Linked DNA regions of Sus scrofa: region 1 is linked to region 2. Evidence: chromatin contacts called from public HiChIP or PLAC-seq data. All regions are on one chromosome and are shown on one strand. Each heading gives the region's core, a stretch centred on a gene start, on an enhancer-like site or on the middle of the called end of the contact. The rest is flanking DNA. Distances are from core to core; before and after follow the strand shown. Region 1 holds the start of PDSS1 (decaprenyl-diphosphate synthase subunit 1). Region 2 holds the start of ACBD5 (acyl-CoA-binding domain-containing protein 5).

Region 1 (2,700 bases), core at 123-2,622, 200 kb after region 2:
TATTGAAATGGATCTCAGTAGGTTCTCTTTTCCCCATTGTCTCCCTTTACTGTCTAGTCCATAGACTAGACTACCTGTCATTCTCTCTCCAAATGTCTATTTTCCATAAGTTGAGATATGTATCCATAAGTAGACATTTAGAAATGCTACATATTTCCTATATGTGAAACAGTGTCTGATGGGGTACAGCGAAATCCGAATGAAACAAGAGTTCTAAATTCAAACTTCAAAATAAATTAGCCTTATATATGAGAGGTGAGCACATACAACTATTACACAATTATATACATAATTTCGGTGACCGGAGAAGTCTCTAAAAAGGTGAGTCCACAAAGTTTACGTTGTTAGGCTGAACAGTACGAGCCTAGCCTAGTGCACGTTGAGAGTTTATCACTACAAAGCGCGAAAAGGACTCACAGAACCATAGAAACTTATCAACACACAGGAGCTAAACTGACCGGAAAGGGAGAAAAACGAGATGGAGTCCAAAGGCAGCAGGGGAGAGCGTCAAGGAGGCATGGTTGGTGCTCAGATTCTGACTCTGTTTCAGGAAGTCAAAGGTCGATTTAAAGGTCAAGGTTTCTCTGTTTACGGCATCCTCACTCTTCTCCTACCCGTGTCCTTCCACCTGGTCAAGGTGTGCCTTCCCTCCGAATCAACCACAGCACAGGTGAAACCAGTCTTCCACAAGTCGCCTATTCTGAGGCTACCCCGGTCCTTCGTACCTCTGAGCGTTCAGAGCACCTTCTGCTCTGAAATCCCAGTTAAGTTTCGGTGCTCCGAAGCCCTGGCTGTAACTCGAAACAACTGCGGACGCTCTTCACGCTTTACTCTGCCGGTACCTCAAGAGACACAGAGCAACTGCCTGCGTTTCCCCCGGGACCTGGCTCCTCACAGCCCCTTCGCCACACCCTAGGTGCTCCCCGGTCCCCAGAACAACTCTCCGAAGCTCTGCGCGGGATAATCCTATTGAGGCAGAAACCGGGCACCCAGCCCTCAGCTCGGTCCTTTCCCCAAGGCCCTTCCAGCCCGGGGTCGCGTTCCACCCCAGCCCCCTAGCCCCCGCGCGTCACTCGTGCAACACGCGCCCATTCATTCCGCCCTGCTGCTGTCATTGGCGCCGTGACCTCTGCGCCCGGCCGCCGCACGCGCTCCCCGGCCTCACCTGCGCACGGGCAACAGCGGCAGCGGCGGCGCGCTGCCCAGACGGCCCCGCATGGCCGGGAGAGCCAGGCCCAGGGCTCCGTGCCGCCGGCCTCCAGAAGCAGCCGCGCCGCCACCGCCACCAGCACGAGGCCATGGTCCGAGTCTGAAAGTCGCGGCTGGGCGGCAGCTCCGCCTCTGGCCCAGTGGCCCCTCCTCCGGGGACCCGGAGCCGGAAGTCCAGCACCGGAAGAGCTTCTGCCCCGCTCGCCCCGCCCCTTCGCCACCAAGGGGTCGCGGTCCGCCCAGCGTTCCCTGCGCTTCCCGCAGAGGAGCTGGAGGGGTGGCCGCAGAGGGGCTCGCGTGTGGCGGCGCCGGGGCGGCTGGATCCCTTGACGCCGCGCCAGCCTGGGAAAAACCAGCGTGATCTTCTTCTCGGGGAGTGGCCTCTTCCGACCCCGCCCAACCGGTGTTCAAGTAGTCACCGCAAAAATGCAACCTGGAGGACCCGCAGTCAGTCAAAAATAACACAAGGCGTATGCCGAAATGGGGCTAACTTTGCTTTTGCGTGTTTAGGTGGAAATAGGACGTAAAGAATCTAATTCCCATTTTGCTAATCCAGTGGCTCCAGTTTCTGCTGCTGCTTCTCTTAACTGGCACCTGTCACGCCTTCGTTTGCTTTTCGTGGCGACCTGGCCTTGAAAGTGACAGCCTTTTGCGTCTTTCCAGTAATAAGTCAACACCCCCCCCCGACAGGGTTCTTGTGAAAGAGAAGCTAGATTAGCCCCATCTCTCCACTTTTGGATTCTCTCCTCTGAAAACCTTTTAGGTATAGTGTAGCCTAGTTTGGCAGTCTTAGGCACATCTAGATTTGAGTACCTTTCGGGTGTGTACCAAGCTGTGTGAAGTTCTTTAATATTTGGTAATGGTGAATCTATTTGTAACCATCCCAGGGAATACTGGAGAATGGACAGGATTAATACCCTCTATGAGTTAGAAAGACCTTTCCTTTATTCTATGGTCAGATCTCCTCGTGGTACTGAGAGAGCGTATTTATAACAGAAGTTGTGATATAATCATTCAGTACGTGTACACAAGGAGACAAAGTGTAAGCACTAAGGATACAGATATAGAAGAAACTTACTCTGTCCTCAAACAATTCACTCTTATGAGAAAATAGTCCAATAAAAAGGCAACCATGATTCTCCAATATTTTTTTTTCTTTCGACTCACGCATTTTGCATTAAAGAATGAAAGTGCTCGTATTGCTGAGCACATTATTTTTACACTTATCTTCAAAGTATTTTTTTTTTTTGTCTTTTTTTTGCTATTTCTTTGGGCCGCACCTGCGGCATATGGAGGTTCCCAGGCTAGGGATCGAATCGGAGCTGTAGCCACTGGCCTAGGCCAGAGCCACAGCAACGCAGGATCCGAGCCGCATCTGCAACCTACACCACAGCTCACGGCAACGCAGGATCGTTAACCCACTGAGCAGGGGCAGGGACCGAACCCGCAACCTCATGGTTCCTAGTCGGATTCGTTAACCACTGCGCCACG
Region 2 (2,758 bases), core at 87-2,586:
ATAAGGCCCGGCTCCTTCTTCCTCCCCGGGGCGTGACCAAGGCTGGGAGCCAGGCCTCCAAGACAGAAAAACAACTCACCGAGAGAAAGAGCATCTCTAGCAGGAGTCAGAGGAGCCCCGGCCACTGGTGGTGGCGGAGCCACTCTCCCACCCGCAGGACCCTGGTGGAGCAGCCACACCCCCCATCCCGGCGAGGTCGGTCTGTCTGTCCGCGCCCTCCCTGCGGCCCCGCCCCAAACCCTCCCCGGACCCACTCGCTGCAGCCGCCGCTGCGCAGTAAACTCCACCCACCGTCCCCGCGGCCACCGAGATGACGCGAACTGTAGGTCCCCAGAGGAGGGCCGGAGAAGGGGGGAAATAAAAGCAGTCAGGTGGATCCGCGGAGAGCCCAGGGCTCGATGTTTAAAACAGAATGGATTGCTGGGTCCGCGCCAGAGTAGCCGACGCGGGGTTGCAGCGCGCGTGGTACCGCTGGGCAAAAAAAAAAAAAATGACTTTGGTCTTCAGCGCCTGCTCCTGAGGTTAGGGTTTGAGAAAGCTGATGGGACTTAAGAGCTTTAGATCCGCAGAGGCTTGTTACGAAACTTAAGTTCTGCCATTTTAGTTCTGTCACCCAGGGTAAGCTACTTAGCCTCTCCAGTGACAATCTTTATATCACCCTAAAGGGTATATGAAAGGATTAGGGATGCTGGATGGAGTGTTTAGCCGTGCTTGGCTCTCAGTCTTTGACAGCTTTAGCCGCCCCCAAGGCAAGGACGTCTGCGCAACAACCAAAGGAGACGGGAGATCGCCGGCTAATTAGACTGGGCTGGGGGAGAGAGAGCACCTTCCCCTGCACCACCCGCGATATCTAGCCCCAGGAAGCCGGGCACAGTACAGCTTCTGGCAGACCTAATGGGCGACAGGGCGTGGGGGAGGGGCGAACGGGGGACCAGTACGGATCGTCAACCCTAGAAAGGGGTATCCTGGGCCTTCACCTTTCTAGCACAGCGCCCCGCGTCCTCAGGCATGTAGGATGCGCCCCCAGGCCCACCGAGGGGGCACTGCTACGGGTTCTGGGGGCGGAGTCCTGCGGCCTGGAAATCCCAAAATTGCCAGGTCGCTTCCGTCAGTTCGGGATGGGTTAGAGGGTGACTAGTCCAAATTTAGGCGCAGGCTCTAAGTTACTTTTCCCTTGGAGTCGCAGTGCCGGCATTTACCTTAGCATTGCCGGGCAAGACCTGTCCGGTAAGGTCCCCGACGCCCGCCCCTCGCCCTGCCCCCGCGGACTTGTGGGAAATGTAGTCCCCGCTCCGCTACGCTTCGGGACACCTGCCTCCAGCTGAGGTCGTTCCTCCCACTTGTTCCTGTTTGGTTCCTTGGTCCGGCAGACGCTGGAGCCGTTGCGGCGGAAATCCCGCCTTCCTGTTGCGTCGTCCTTTGAGCTCCTGCCAAATACCACATCCGCCTCAGCCAAAGGGACAGACCCTCCGTGGTGTCTTTCAGAGAGGTCCTGGAGATCCGTCTCATTTCTTGCTCCTGAGGCTTATTAACTTTGAGGTCGTGTGCTGTTATATTGCCTTCAGGTAGTAAAGACTATGCCTTACTGCGTGCCTGATATTTGCCAGGCATGTAACATGTATTCCAAAAACCCTGTAGGGTGTTTACGAATGAGGAAATTGAAAATCATATTAACTGATTTTCTCAAGGTCAAGTAGTAGTAAGTACAGGAGTAGCTGAACCAGGCGTCAGTCAATCCAAAAAAACCTTGCTTTAAATCTTGGACTTTTTGCGGGACACCAAAGTGTAAGAGACTAACAATTTTTCTAATTTATTCAAACGAGGGGGAGGTTATGTGCTGAATAGCTGCTGCTTCCTCTAATCTTTTCTTGCTCTTTTGTTATATATCCGTTTCAATTTCACTCAGTTATGCATACTTATAAAAAGGTTTGGATATTTATTTCACATCTAGGACTTCATTTTGACAACTGTTCATAATAAGCTAATTTAGAGTATGTTGGTCTTTAGGTAGTGATGAATAAGAATTTTTCTGCCAGTGATGTCTGTTGTATTTCTGTTTGCTGGTAGTATGGATTTACAGTCAAGGATAATAGTATAAGGAGAAAGGACATTGAGGTTATTCAGGTAAAGAAGTTAGCAGTGCTGGTTTAGATGTGGTAATTCCTACTGACATATAATGATTGACATATGATGGATTGAATCAGTTCCTAAGGTGCCTTCCAATTATGCAATCCTGTAATTCCACCTAAAATATATCTTATGGAACACTAATGGCTTTTAGTACTTTCAGCACAGTGCCTATTATGAAGCATTCTTTTTTAAAAAATTGAGATGTATTGATGTACAATATATATCTATATAACAATAGTTTCAGGTGTACAACATAATGATTCAATTTTTTTTTTTTTGTCTTTTTGCCATTTCTAGGGTCACTCCCTCAGCATATCTAGGTTTCCAGGCTGGAGGTCTAATTGGATCTGTAGCCGCCAGCTTATGCCAGAGCCACAGCAACTCGGGATCTGAGCCGCATCTGCAACCTACACCATAGCTCACGGCAATGCTGGATCCCTAACCCGCTGAGCAAGGCCAGGGATCGAACTCTCAACCTCATGGTTCCTAGTCAGATTCGTTAACCACTGAGCCATGATGGGAACTCCATGATTCGATATATGTATTATGATCACCACAATAGATGATTGTCCTTGATCACATATTTCTAGAGATATTTTAATTAAGAATTGGCCCACTAGGAGTTCCC

The links. HiChIP or PLAC-seq counts read pairs in DNA pulled down with a chosen protein or histone mark.
Region 1: a contact with region 2 is called in an H3K27ac HiChIP or PLAC-seq map of alveolar macrophages. The contact joins the promoter of PDSS1 here to the promoter of ACBD5 in region 2. A contact is called at or near these places in 2 of 5 promoter capture datasets (fetal liver and liver) and 1 of 2 datasets of contacts at active chromatin or transcription factors (alveolar macrophages).

The regions. Positions count from the first base shown.
Region 1 is chr10:49,119,021-49,121,720 of Sscrofa11.1, forward strand. PDSS1 (decaprenyl-diphosphate synthase subunit 1) reads right to left here and starts at 1,373. Exons shown (of 12, transcript XM_005668142.3): 1 at 1,166-1,373. The coding sequence starts at 1,300.
Region 2 is chr10:48,921,041-48,923,798 of Sscrofa11.1, forward strand. ACBD5 (acyl-CoA-binding domain-containing protein 5) reads right to left here and starts at 1,337. Exons shown (of 14, transcript XM_013980249.2): 1 at 1,200-1,337.